Regions from separate parts of the Mus musculus genome. Here all the other regions are linked to region 1. The links are chromatin contacts, called in public Hi-C and HiChIP or PLAC-seq maps. All regions are on one chromosome and are shown on one strand. The core of a region is the stretch at or near the end of the contact, and the rest is flanking DNA. Distances in the headings are between cores, read along the strand shown.

The links. A called contact is a pair of places that touch in the nucleus more often than the background predicts. HiChIP or PLAC-seq counts read pairs in DNA pulled down with a chosen protein or histone mark.
Region 2: a contact with region 1 is called in a Hi-C map of rod photoreceptor, with 4 times the contacts expected there. The contact joins the promoter of Fam210b here to the promoter of Rae1 in region 1. A contact is called at or near these places in 1 of 39 promoter capture datasets (erythroid cells), 1 of 15 datasets of contacts at CTCF or cohesin (large pre-B cells), 4 of 484 Hi-C or Micro-C datasets (the G1E-ER4 cell line, cardiomyocytes and rod photoreceptor), 4 of 115 datasets of contacts at active chromatin or transcription factors (astrocytes, bone marrow-derived macrophages, large pre-B cells and 1 more) and 1 of 9 other capture datasets (liver).
Region 3: an H3K4me3 HiChIP or PLAC-seq map of craniofacial prominence shows a contact between it and region 1, with 5 times the contacts expected there. The contact joins the enhancer-like site here to the promoter of Rae1 in region 1. A contact is called at or near these places in 1 of 39 promoter capture datasets (the C10 cell line), 3 of 115 datasets of contacts at active chromatin or transcription factors (acute myeloid leukemia, craniofacial prominence and embryonic forebrain) and 1 of 9 other capture datasets (embryonic stem cells).

The regions. Positions count from the first base shown.
Region 1 is chr2:172,998,123-173,001,797 of GRCm38.p6, forward strand. It overlaps Rae1 (ribonucleic acid export 1), which reads left to right and starts at 1,995. Exons shown (of 12, transcript NM_175112.5): 1 at 1,995-2,254.
Region 2 is chr2:172,343,926-172,347,600 of GRCm38.p6, forward strand. It overlaps Fam210b (family with sequence similarity 210, member B), which reads left to right and starts at 1,652. Exons shown (of 3, transcript NM_025912.4): 1 at 1,652-1,922. The coding sequence starts at 1,737.
Region 3 is chr2:172,411,085-172,414,759 of GRCm38.p6, forward strand. All of the region lies in intron 1 of Cass4 (Cas scaffolding protein family member 4), which reads left to right. Among named protein-coding and RNA genes, the nearest start is that of Cass4, 19 kb to the left of the region's middle. Within about 2 kb of position 1,672, at least 79 of the 459 cell types and tissues checked have an H3K27ac peak or open chromatin away from gene starts, as enhancers often do. A contact at or near this core is called in craniofacial prominence, where this site is marked.

The DNA.
Region 1 (3,675 bases), core at 745-3,244:
TCTTAGTTACAGTTGCCACTGCCGTGATTAACACCATAAGCAAAGCACGCTGGGGAGGAAAGGGTTTATTCTGCTTAGGCGTCTACATCACAGGTCATTAGCAAAGGAAGTCAGGGCAGGAACCTGGAGCAAGAGCTGATGCAGAGGCCATGGTGGGATGCTGCTTACTGGCTTGCTTTCTGTGGCTTGCTCAGCCTGCTTTCTTATAGAACCCAGGGATGGCCCCATCCACCATGGGTTGGGCCCTCCACCACTGATCACTAATTAAGGAATTGCTTTACTGTCTTGCGCACAGCCTAATCTTATGGAGGCATTTTCTTAACTGAGGTTCCCTCCTGTCAGATGACTTTAGCTTGTGTCAAGTTGGCATAAAACTATCCAGCACACCCCGCAGGACTATAATGCAGTGCTGCAAGGGCCATGGCCCTAAAGGGAACTGTGCTGTTTGCTGCTTGATGGTTGTGGCCGTTACTGTAAAGCCTCTTTGGTCACTGTCAGCTGCCCTCACTAAGGGTGTGCTGTGCTGGCTAGTTAATGAATTCTTTAGACAGGGATCACAAGGCTGGGGAGACAGAGGAATCAGTCTGGGCGGGTCCTGGGAAGGTCATAGTAACAATGCCCTGTGAAACCAACCTAAAGGAGCCCTCTACTCTGGACCCAACTCTTCCCCTGAGCCCCAACAGGAATAAACACGACGACGACAAACCAAACACTATGTACGCTAACTAAACCTTGTTATTTGACTTCTCAGGGGATGGGAGTAAGTAGATGATCACCAAGTGTCCTAGACAGGCCTGTTTCCTCTGTGTTGTACTGAGGTCCCTTAAGACAGGTAACCAGCGGCCAGTTTTTATTCCATTGTTCTGTAACCCTGTTCCTGCCTTACATTTTTAAAAATTGTTTTGGAGACAGAACATTTCTGTGTAGTTCTGATTGGCCTAGAACTCACAGAGACGCCCCCCCCCACCCCCTGCCTCTACCTCCTGCGTGCAGGGATTGGAAGGCCTGCCAAGTTGCCCAACAAGGAAACTAATTTTGTAGGGACCAATCACATTTTGTTCTTCCTCACTGACACTTGTCCTTTCTCTCTCTCTAAAACCGCTTTCCCTGATTGGTTCATTGGAACCCCCATTCTGGAATCTAGCTAACTATGTTGTCATTTTATCTGACACCTTAAACACTCTATGTGGAATGTTTCATAGAGCAGGACTTTTGTGTTTCAAACAGGCTTAATACTGACCTATTAGTACATGGGGCTCAGTAATTAAGTGTACTTGTTGCTCTTGAAGAGAGCCATGGTTCGGTTCCCAGTACCCACATGATGGTTCGACTATCTGTAACTCCTGTTCCAGGGGCTCCTACACAGTTTTCATGCCTCCCCAAGCATGTGGTGCATATACATACACACAGGGACAACATCCATGCACGGAAATAAATCTTAAACATCTCAGGGAGTAGGAACCATTCCCCTTATCATACCGCTCGGGATGTTCCAAGTAGGCAGCCTCTCAGAGGACAGTGCTAGATCTGAGCTGGGGAACTCTTTTTTTGTTTGTTTGTTTGTTTGTTTTTTGTTTTTACATGTATATGAGTATGTTGCCTGAAGAAGTTTAAGCACCACTGCGTGCAATGACCACAGAGACCAGAAGAGGGCGTCAGTTCTCCAAGAACTGGTGTTGGTTCTCTTGGACCTGTGAGCCGTCCAGTAGGTGTTGGGAATAGAATCTGGGTCTTCCCCAAGAAGCCACTGCTCTTGGCCGCTGAGCCATCTCTTCGGCTCCACGATCATCTTTAGACGTTTAAACAACAATCAATATAACGATACACACGCGAAAACAACGCCCTCTCTCAACTAGTTGCCTGGCAACTGCGCTGGCCGACTTTCCACAAACGCACAACTGCTGGCATAAACACTTCCTCTCGCCCTCAGCAGGGCTTCTGCGCATGTGCGCCCGCCTTGAGAGGGGCGGGACGCCGTGCTCTGACGCTTTCCGGGCAGTCCCGGAAGTGGCTCGTGGCGCGTGCGCGGTGCTTCTGTGGTAACGGGGCAGTTTCCACCGGCTTGAGGCGGACGACTCGGCGGTCTGGGGTCTCCCGGCTGCGCCCCCTCTGCCCCGCGCCAGAGCAGGTCCGTGGCTTCGGGCCCCGCCGCGTGCGTGTTCCTCAGGCGGCCGCCGCGCTCCCTCCGGGAAGCCCGGGCCCGCGTGAGGAGACCGAGCCCCTCTCTGCAGCCGGACCCCGTGCGCTCCGCTAGGTAGGCCGGGCCTCTCCGCGTGCGCACACCGCCCAGGCCACGGGGGTGAGGGGACGGTGGGGGACCGCGGCGTGCGCGGATGGGAGGGGCACGGCCGAGCCGGCGGGCGTGGTCGGACGCTTGGGAGCAGCCCGAGCTAACCCAGTCAGCCAGGAGAAAGGCCCCTGAGAGCTACGGGAGCTGGAGAGATGGCTGCGCTGCCTGCCAGAGGTCCGACCGCCTCTTCACCCCCGCTGCAGGGCACCCGGTACGCCCTTGCTCTTCTCACGTGCGCATGGTGATCTGAAACTAAGTCCTCAAGTAAATTGCACGGGAGAGGAGCGTGCGGATCCCAGCACACACTGGGGGTCGTTTCGTTTCCTAACTCCAGGATGGAGGAGTTAGTTTTTCCGGTGAAAATCAAGACTAACTCACGCTCCGGAGAAACATAGCCCTGGCTGCGTGTCTGTGCATCCCTCTCCCTGTACAGACAGGCTTGTAGTCCTCAGCCCCGAGAGTTGTCTCCCGAGCCGTCTTCTGAGACGTGAATGTGCACCTTATGGTGGCTCTGACACATCGTGGCTGTCTCGAAGGCAGCAGGAGTCAAATGCGCTCCCACAGTTCCTTGCAGTTTCCCTTTCCTTGTTATTTTAAGGAAGCGACCCTCATTAGGCTGTGGATTGCTCGGGCCTTAGCCTCGCTTTTGGAGAGGTGGCTGACTTGGTGGAAGTCTGGGTTTTAAGAATTTGCTTTTTAGTAACAGCTTGAAATGTGGCAAAAGCATATGGGAGTCTGGAGTCACAGTGCACAGATGGTTTCCTTGGCAACGACACAGTTGTCAATTACATTCAGTGTTAGACCGTGCAAATCCTTTTCTTTAAATGGGCTCTTTTGTAGACCAGGCTGTCCTCAGATTTCTGTACAGTCAGGGATGGCCTGCTCCTCCTGACCCTGCCTCCCAAGTGCAGAGATCACCTGTGCCAGCTCACCTGACTAACCCTAAACTTTCTCTGCCTGTTGTGTGTATGGCCATGCATGCGTGTCACAGTCCACATCTGGGCAGAGGACAACTTTGGAGTTCTCGCCTGCCTTTCTGTTGGTTCTGAGGGTCGAACTCGGGTTTCCAGGCTTGCACACCAAGTGTCTTTACTACCTGAGCCAACTCACCAGCCACAGAGGAGCCTGGAGAATGTGCACTGTTGTTTCAGGACAGCCGGAAGATGAGGCATGGCGAGGGACGGTAGGGCCCGGTAGACTGCCACGCTCAAGAAAGCAGTGCTGACTATCGATGGCTCCAAGTCTACACCGTCACACCAGACCTTCAGTACTCAGTGGGCCAAAGTAGATTGCTTTGGATTGTTCTTTTCTTTTTTGGTGTTTTGAGACGGGGTCTCTGTGTAGCCCTGGCTCTCTTGAAACTCACTCTGTAGACAAGGTTGGCC
Region 2 (3,675 bases), core at 402-2,901, 650 kb before region 1:
TGAGAGCTCTGCCAAGCTGGAATCCAGCCAGCACATCTTGAGAATGTTAGCTTTATACATTTTATTCTTTTGGGTCAAGGAGACTGAGCTTGGGGGCTGGTCTGGAGCTCCTGCCTCTACTTCCCAAATACTGTAGTTATAGGCTGGGCCACGGTGCCTGTCCTGGGGACCGCTGGCATTGTTTCACTGAAGTATGATTGCTCTGCATAAAAGTGAGCTTTGCTTATTGTGGTGACCCTCACTGCCCTGTCAGCCCCCTGCTCCTTGAATCCCCGCCCAAATCCCACTCACAATCCTAGATAGCCGCTGACCTTTTTGGGGGGGGGGGTCCAGAATTTTGCCTGTGAACTTTGCATTCTCTGAAGATGAAATCCTCCTGCATGTTGTGTTTGTGGCTGGAATTTTCCATTTGGCAAAGCAGTCCTGAGACTTGTCCCTAGGATGAAGGTGTTCACGCCTTACTTTAAAAAAATTTTTTTATTATTATTGCATGGGAGGGAGCATGTGTACAGGCCAGAGGAGCACTTTGTGGAGACTGTGGCTCTCTCCCCCCACCTCCCAGCCCCCACCCCCACCTTGCCTGGGCCCCAGGGTGGAACTCAGCTTGGATAGCAAGTGATCCACAGATGGAAGTTCCATTCTCCAGCTGACAGATATCTGGACTGCCCTGCTATGAGTATTGCTGTCTTCTGAGCATGTGTGTAGGACAGGTTCTCCTGGGGTCGAGGCTGGCCTTGAACTCTTAATCCTTCTGTCTCAGCCTCCTGGGTGCTTGAGTTACAGATCTGCACCACCATGTCAAGATAACAGTTTACTATTATTTCTTTAAGTTATAAGAACAGAAGGGTTAATTTTGGCTCATGGGCCTAGAGGTCCAAGGTAGAGGGGCCACATCTAATGCCAGCAACGCCTTCCTGTGGGCCCAAGTCCCCAGGCAGTGCATAGTCACCAGGTAAGAGAGAGTGCCCTCTTGTCAGATTTTAGTCCGACAGAAATGTGAGTCTTTGCTTCTCTTGAGACACTATGGGAGCGGAGTTGCTGACCAACCTGGTTTGTGTACTTTTAACTATCTGTGAAAGTACAAAACTTTTCTCCACAGTGGCTGCTTTCATGTTCACAGCCGCGATATAGTAGGCTCATTTAGAGGGCTTCTTCAAGTGAGAGTTAACCTCTATAGTTCCTTTCTTCTTTAAAGCATTCACGTAAGCATCAGTCTTCCAGGTTTCACCCATTCGGCTGAGAGGAAAAACAAAGAATGCATTAGCCCTCGCTTGAAACAGCCGCCAGCCGCGCTCCACAGTCCGGAAACTCAAAATCCTGGAAAGTTCTGAGAAAATGCATTCCACAAAGAACTGGCCTGAGGTCCTGAGAACTAGGCTGATAGACTTGGCAGGTCCCCAGCCCCGCCCACTCCGCTTCAGGAGGCGGAACTTAGCCAAGGAAGCGGGGCTGAGGGGCGGGAACAAAAGAGAGCGAGCGTCTCCAGATGCCCCACCCACTCATGGATAGGCTGCTTCTGCGGAGGGCGGAGCTGTTGGGTGGAGCCCAAAACCTGCGCTCCGCTATAGAGCCCCGCCTATCCCACGCTCAGCTCCGCTCCGGGGGCGGGCCCTAAAGGTGTTGGGGCGGGGCCTGTCGGGGGGTGGAGCTCGAGGCCCCGGTCTCGGCCCCGCCCACCGCGCTGTGTTGGAGCTGATTCCCGAGTGGGCACACTGGAGCTGCGCTCGCGGCGCGCCATGGCCGGGCTGTTGACGCTGCTTGGCCCGGCAGGAAGAGTGAGCACCCGGCTGCGGCCCCTGGCCCCTTGGCTCCTGGGAACCGCCACCTCCTGTGCTCCACCGCTCTGGGCCTTAGCCTTGTCCCATCCGGTTCCGGACGCCCGACTGCTGCGCACGGCCCGCGGGGACTGTCTCAGCCGCCAGGTAAGACTCCCCACAGCCACTCGGACCCTGATCCCCAAGTGGCCGGAGCGCCGTGCCAGGGCCAGCCCCAATGGACAATTTTTACATTGCACCTGACCGAAACGGGTCACCTCCGGGGTCCCTGAGTTCTCAGATTCCTAGAATCCGAGAAAAATCTCTTTCAGTTAGCAGCCGGAGAAACTGAGGCTAGGAGTGGAATGGTGCGCTGCCCAAGGTCATGGAGTCGCCCGCCGAGCCCCAGTTTCGAAAGCCAGAACAGTGGCGTTACCGAGCCGATCGCAAGGGGCCTGAATTCTATATGAACTTCCAGTCCGGCCCCTGGACTTGTTCCTTTTGAAGTTCAGTTGAGGCCTGGGCACTGGGCCCAGGAGGCGGCATCGCCGGTGCCGCCGGTACATCTACCGCTTCCCTGTGCTCCTTGCGCCACCCTTTTATCTAGCTGGAAGAGCAGGCTCAGAGCAGGCAGTCCATCCCGTTTTGTTGTGGTTACTTGCCCTGAGTGCTCAGAGTGAAAACCAGCTTCCATTCAGACAGCAGCATATCTCAAGTAGGTCTCAAAAAAAAAAAAAAAAAAAAAAAAAAGCAGGAGTTCAGAAGTAGTAGATCGGAAGCGTCGAGGTCTGGGGGAGTCTGAAAGAAAGATCACTGCCATGAATCGGGCAGTTCTGAGTACTGTCTGCTCCCGTGGCTTTTCAGTTAGGGATTGGTCGCTTTCCTTGAGTGCCGAGCACAATGATGGAAGGACTTCCTTCCCCTCTCTCCTGCCTGACAGACAGGACACTGGCCTCAGCTCTGCTCCTGAGCACAAGTCAGGATACTCACAGCGTACCGTGCTTCAGGGCACCGCATAGCTTCCCTCTCCTCCAGAAAGTCTTCCCTGACTACCAGTAGTGTGCCCCCCCGCCCTATACTGTCTCTTCTCTAGCGCTCAGATCTTAGCTGCCTTCACGATCTGGTACAACCTCTCACCTTGTTCTGCCACATCAGCCCTGTTGGTAGCCTAACCCTAACCCTAACCCTAACCTTAAACACACACTCTGCCTTGACAGGTGTGTTTACAGCAAGGATAAGTCTGGTCTCAGGCTCATAGGATCCATGTCTCTGCTTGCTAAGTCAATCACTTTGATCAAACGCTATCCCTTTTCCATGTCTGTAAAATGAGATGTTACTAAGTCATTTCCCAGAGGGTGAATGTGATAGGCGACAGCATGCTAGCTGGCATCTGGTACATCATGGCTGACACCAGTGATTTCTGTCATCCGTGTCACACCGCCCAGGGCCTCCAGAGCCCAGGAGCTGAGCTTGTACTTCAAAAAGGATACTCCTCAAGAAGCCAACTGTGGGGGAGGGACCTGCCCTGGGACTCAGTCCGGCATTCCCACTCCACCTCCAACCTGCCTGCCTTCACTGGGAGGCCAGCTGGGGTCTCCAAATGTTCTAGATAGTAAATCAAGTGTCTTGAGTGACATGTCAACCTCTTGCCTACAGCAAGGACTGCACTGTGCCAGAGATGGGGAGATACGCCACACAAGGAGCCCTTTCAGAGCTCAGGGTTCAGGGTCACATAGACCAAGTGAGTGGAGGCCACTTGTGACCCTGGGGGGGGGAGGGGGAGGAGTTCGTATGCAAGTGGCTTGCTGGCTGGCGTCCCTTATCTAATGAGCAGCATCCCTCCTGACTCACTCCTTGCTTGTCTTGGTGTGTCTCCTCCCTAGGTTTCACTGTTTGTTCTCTGCTCCCTAAAGTCAGAGTC
Region 3 (3,675 bases), core at 422-2,921, 590 kb before region 1:
GTGTGCCCACCCACAAGAAGCAGAGACAGTCGTGTGTCCTGCATCATCCCTAAAGTATCCATGCCAACGTTTCCAAATTAACACGCTATTAAAAAATAGTTTGCGAGCCATCCTTGACGACCGCTGGACAGCTGTCAGGTTGCATAGCTGCGGCGGTCAACTGCTTCCATGTGTTATTTTCAAAGCCCTGAGCACAGTGGTGCCAGGAGCCTGGGTGCACAGTGATGACTCACTGCCTGCTGTCACCATGGGGGGCTGCTGTGCTGGCTCCCCTCCCTACGTGACACACTGGCTATGACTCGCCTCGCTATGTCCTCCCATAGGGCCTTTATATGGGAGTCCAACTCTGCATAGAGGGAGGTGGCCTTGGAAGAGGTGACCCTTGAACTGGAAGCTAGTCAGGAAGAGATCTGGTGAAAGAATGTTCTGGGTACGTGGAATGGCAAGGGATGAGCCCCGGGCTGGAAGCATTATGGAAATGTCAATCAACAATATGGCTGGAAGACCATTAATGAGGGCAGGATCAGCAGGCCTGAGGGTGGACCGTGGGGCCTCAAAGCCACCGGGGGGCTTAGCTGGTATCCTAATGCAGTTGTGAGCAATTCCAGTTTTTAGACAGACTTAGATGTGTGTGTGACACACACACACACACACACACACACACACACACACACACACACACACACAAGTCTTATATTATTCTTGCTGGAGACCAAGAAGGGATATGTGAGTCAAAGATAGATGGGGAGCAACCCCAAGAGCCCGAGGGACTTTGAACAGGTTATTAGACCTCGCTGATCCTCTATTTTCTTACCTGTAAAATGAAGATAAGACAGCCCACATCTGAAATATTCTGGGAGTTCGTGATGTAAAATGTCTGAGCACTCAACTTAAAAACCAAGTCTCATCCCATATAATTCACTCTGTTCCGAGAATTACCACGTGGGGTTCGCTCCTCTTCTGCTGTTGCTGTTGCTGTTGCAGTGTTTGGTTTGGTTTGACCTTTTGAGACCAGGTTTTCTATAGGCCAGGATGACCTTGAACTCCCAGCTTCCACCTCCTAAAGCTTGAATCCATTACAGGAACCGGGCCACCTTGCCTGATTCCTTCTTCTTGTGTAACAAACCGGAATTGTCTCTCTTATTAAAACTTGGTGACCTACACTAGGGGAATTTTTGTTGCCTACCCAGCAGACGTGAAGCCCTAGGTTCCATCCCCAGTACTTCAATTAATTAATTAATTATCTAATTAATTCATACTTTGATTAATCACTTGGCTATTAATTGGTTAATTATTAATTAGACACTTAATTAGTTGTTTTATTAATTGGGGAATCATAATAATTGCCTGTTTAATGTTCCAAAGGCACTCTGTGCTATTTATAAAGAACTACTATACAGAAGGGACTCGTTCTGTGACACACTTAGAGGTTACTTTTGCTTTTCAAGACGTGGCCAGGCGGCAGGCAGGCAGGCAGTCGGAGGAAACCAACCAACCGTATCTCAGGAATGAGGCAGCTGCTGGTGATCCAGCGCAGCTGTGGGTGCCCTGAGGGGCAGATGTTTCCTGGCTTGGATGATCCTAAAGATCCATTGCTCTCTGGAAATGCCCCTCCTCCCCAGAAGAAGCCACAGCTGCTGGGACAGTGTGACACTCACGGGGAACCAGATAGATGCTGCACGCTTCAGTGGCAAGCCTCCCTTCAAAAGCACTTTGAGTAGATTTCACAAGAGTGGTGAAGGGTGAAAGCCAGCGTTTGCTTTTCATTTTCCCAAAATAAATAGTTAAGTTGCAATTTTCTCTTCCCTCCCCCTCTCCTTCTCCCTCTCCCCCTCCCCCTCTCTGTCTCCCTCCCCCTCCCCTCCCCCTCTCCATCTCCCTCTCTCTCTGTCTCCCTCTCTCTCTCCCTCTCTCTTATTTTTGAGACAGGATTTCTCACCTCAGAGCCCACTTCTAGGACGTACAATGTGTCCCATGGTGGCTTCAAACTAACAGTAATCCTTCTGCCTCAGACCCCTAAGTAATAAATAGAATTACTAATAAGTAGCTTTCAACAAGGTAAAATTGTGACTCTCCTACAGAAATAGAACAAGTTGCCAGGTGTAGTGGCTCACACACTGTCCCTGAACTCTGTGGAGACAGGAGGATCAGAAGTTTAAGGTCAGCCTAGACGGCAGAGAAGCAAAGTTTGAAAGCCAAACAAAACCTCTAGAAAGGATCCCGTTGCTTTACCAAGTCTGAGCCTTTAGTCAACACGCAACAAGAGTCTGTAACCCTGCCCTTTAGCACATCAACCCAGCTGGTTTCTGCAGGCCTCCATGTGAAACAATGACACCACATTCCAGGGCAATTCCAGCATTTATCTGGTTCCAGCTCTGTGAGCATTCCTTCTACATTGTGCTTAAAGGGCCACCACAGTGTCACAGGAAACTGCCTGTCTCCCACTCTAGACAGAACTAGGTGTTCCTGCTCTGACTTTTTATCTCCTAGAGACTCAACAGCCCCAGCAGCGTGTGGCTCTGCCCTGTCCATCATGAAACCAACCAAGGGCTAATGTGGGCCCCGGGGGACACAGCTGAGAGGGAGGAGGGTGTGAACCCTGCTCTCGTGGGAGACAGTCAGAGGGATGGTTGTCCTCTGTGAGTTAGAGACAGACATGGGAAGATCCTAAACAGGCTAGAAGAACCAGTTTGGTTTGCAGGGTGGCATCAAAGAACACTTTTTCTCAGGAAGTGGCATTCATGAAGAGTCTAGAAGCGTGGAATTTCAATGGGTGAAAAGCTGCTGGTGTGTTTGGGGGTGGAGGGGAGAGCGTGGGCAGGACCGAAATCCTCAGCCAGAGAGACCATGGAAGGCTGGTGGGGAAGTATGGGAGATAGAAAACCACAGAGGGCCTGGAAGCTTCTGGACCCCAAGAGTGCCTAGGCACTGAAGGATGGTTGGGGGCGGGGAGGGGGCAGGGTCAGTGCCACGTGACAGCAGCATTAGGTAAATGTTTGCTGACCATCTGGAGGAAGATGTGTTAACATATGGAAAGGGTAGTCGGAGCTGCAGGAGTGCCAGTTCTCAATAGGAAAGTCCCTGTGTTTGTGGTTCACCATGGGGGCCAGGGGAAATCTCTGCAGCCATGCTGTGACTCTGCAGGACTCATCACCTGTCTGGACCAATAAACTCTTCCAGACAGGTAGGGTGGGCAGGGAGGTGACCCACTTCCCAAGATGAATAGAAGCCACCCACCCACTCACAGGGCAGTTTGGACAGTCTAAGTATTTCCAAGAATAGGTTAAGAGGGAACAAAACACCCATAGAAGGAGTTACAGAGACAAAGTTTGGAGCTGAGACGAAAGGATGGACCATCTAGAGACTGCCACACCCCGGGATCCATCCCATAATCAGCTTCCAAACGCTAACACCATTGCATACGCCAGCAAGATTTTGCTGAAAGAACCCTGATATAGCTGTCTCTTGGGAGGCTATGCTGGTGCCTGGCAAACACAGAAGTGGATGCTCACAGTCAGCTATTGGATGGAACACAGGGCCCCCAATGGAGGAGCTAGAGAAAGTATCCAAGGAGCTGAAGGGGTCTGCAACCCTATAGGTGGAACAACAATATGAACTAACCAGTACCTCCAGAGCTCGTATCTCTAGCTGCATATGTAGCAGAAGATGGCCTAG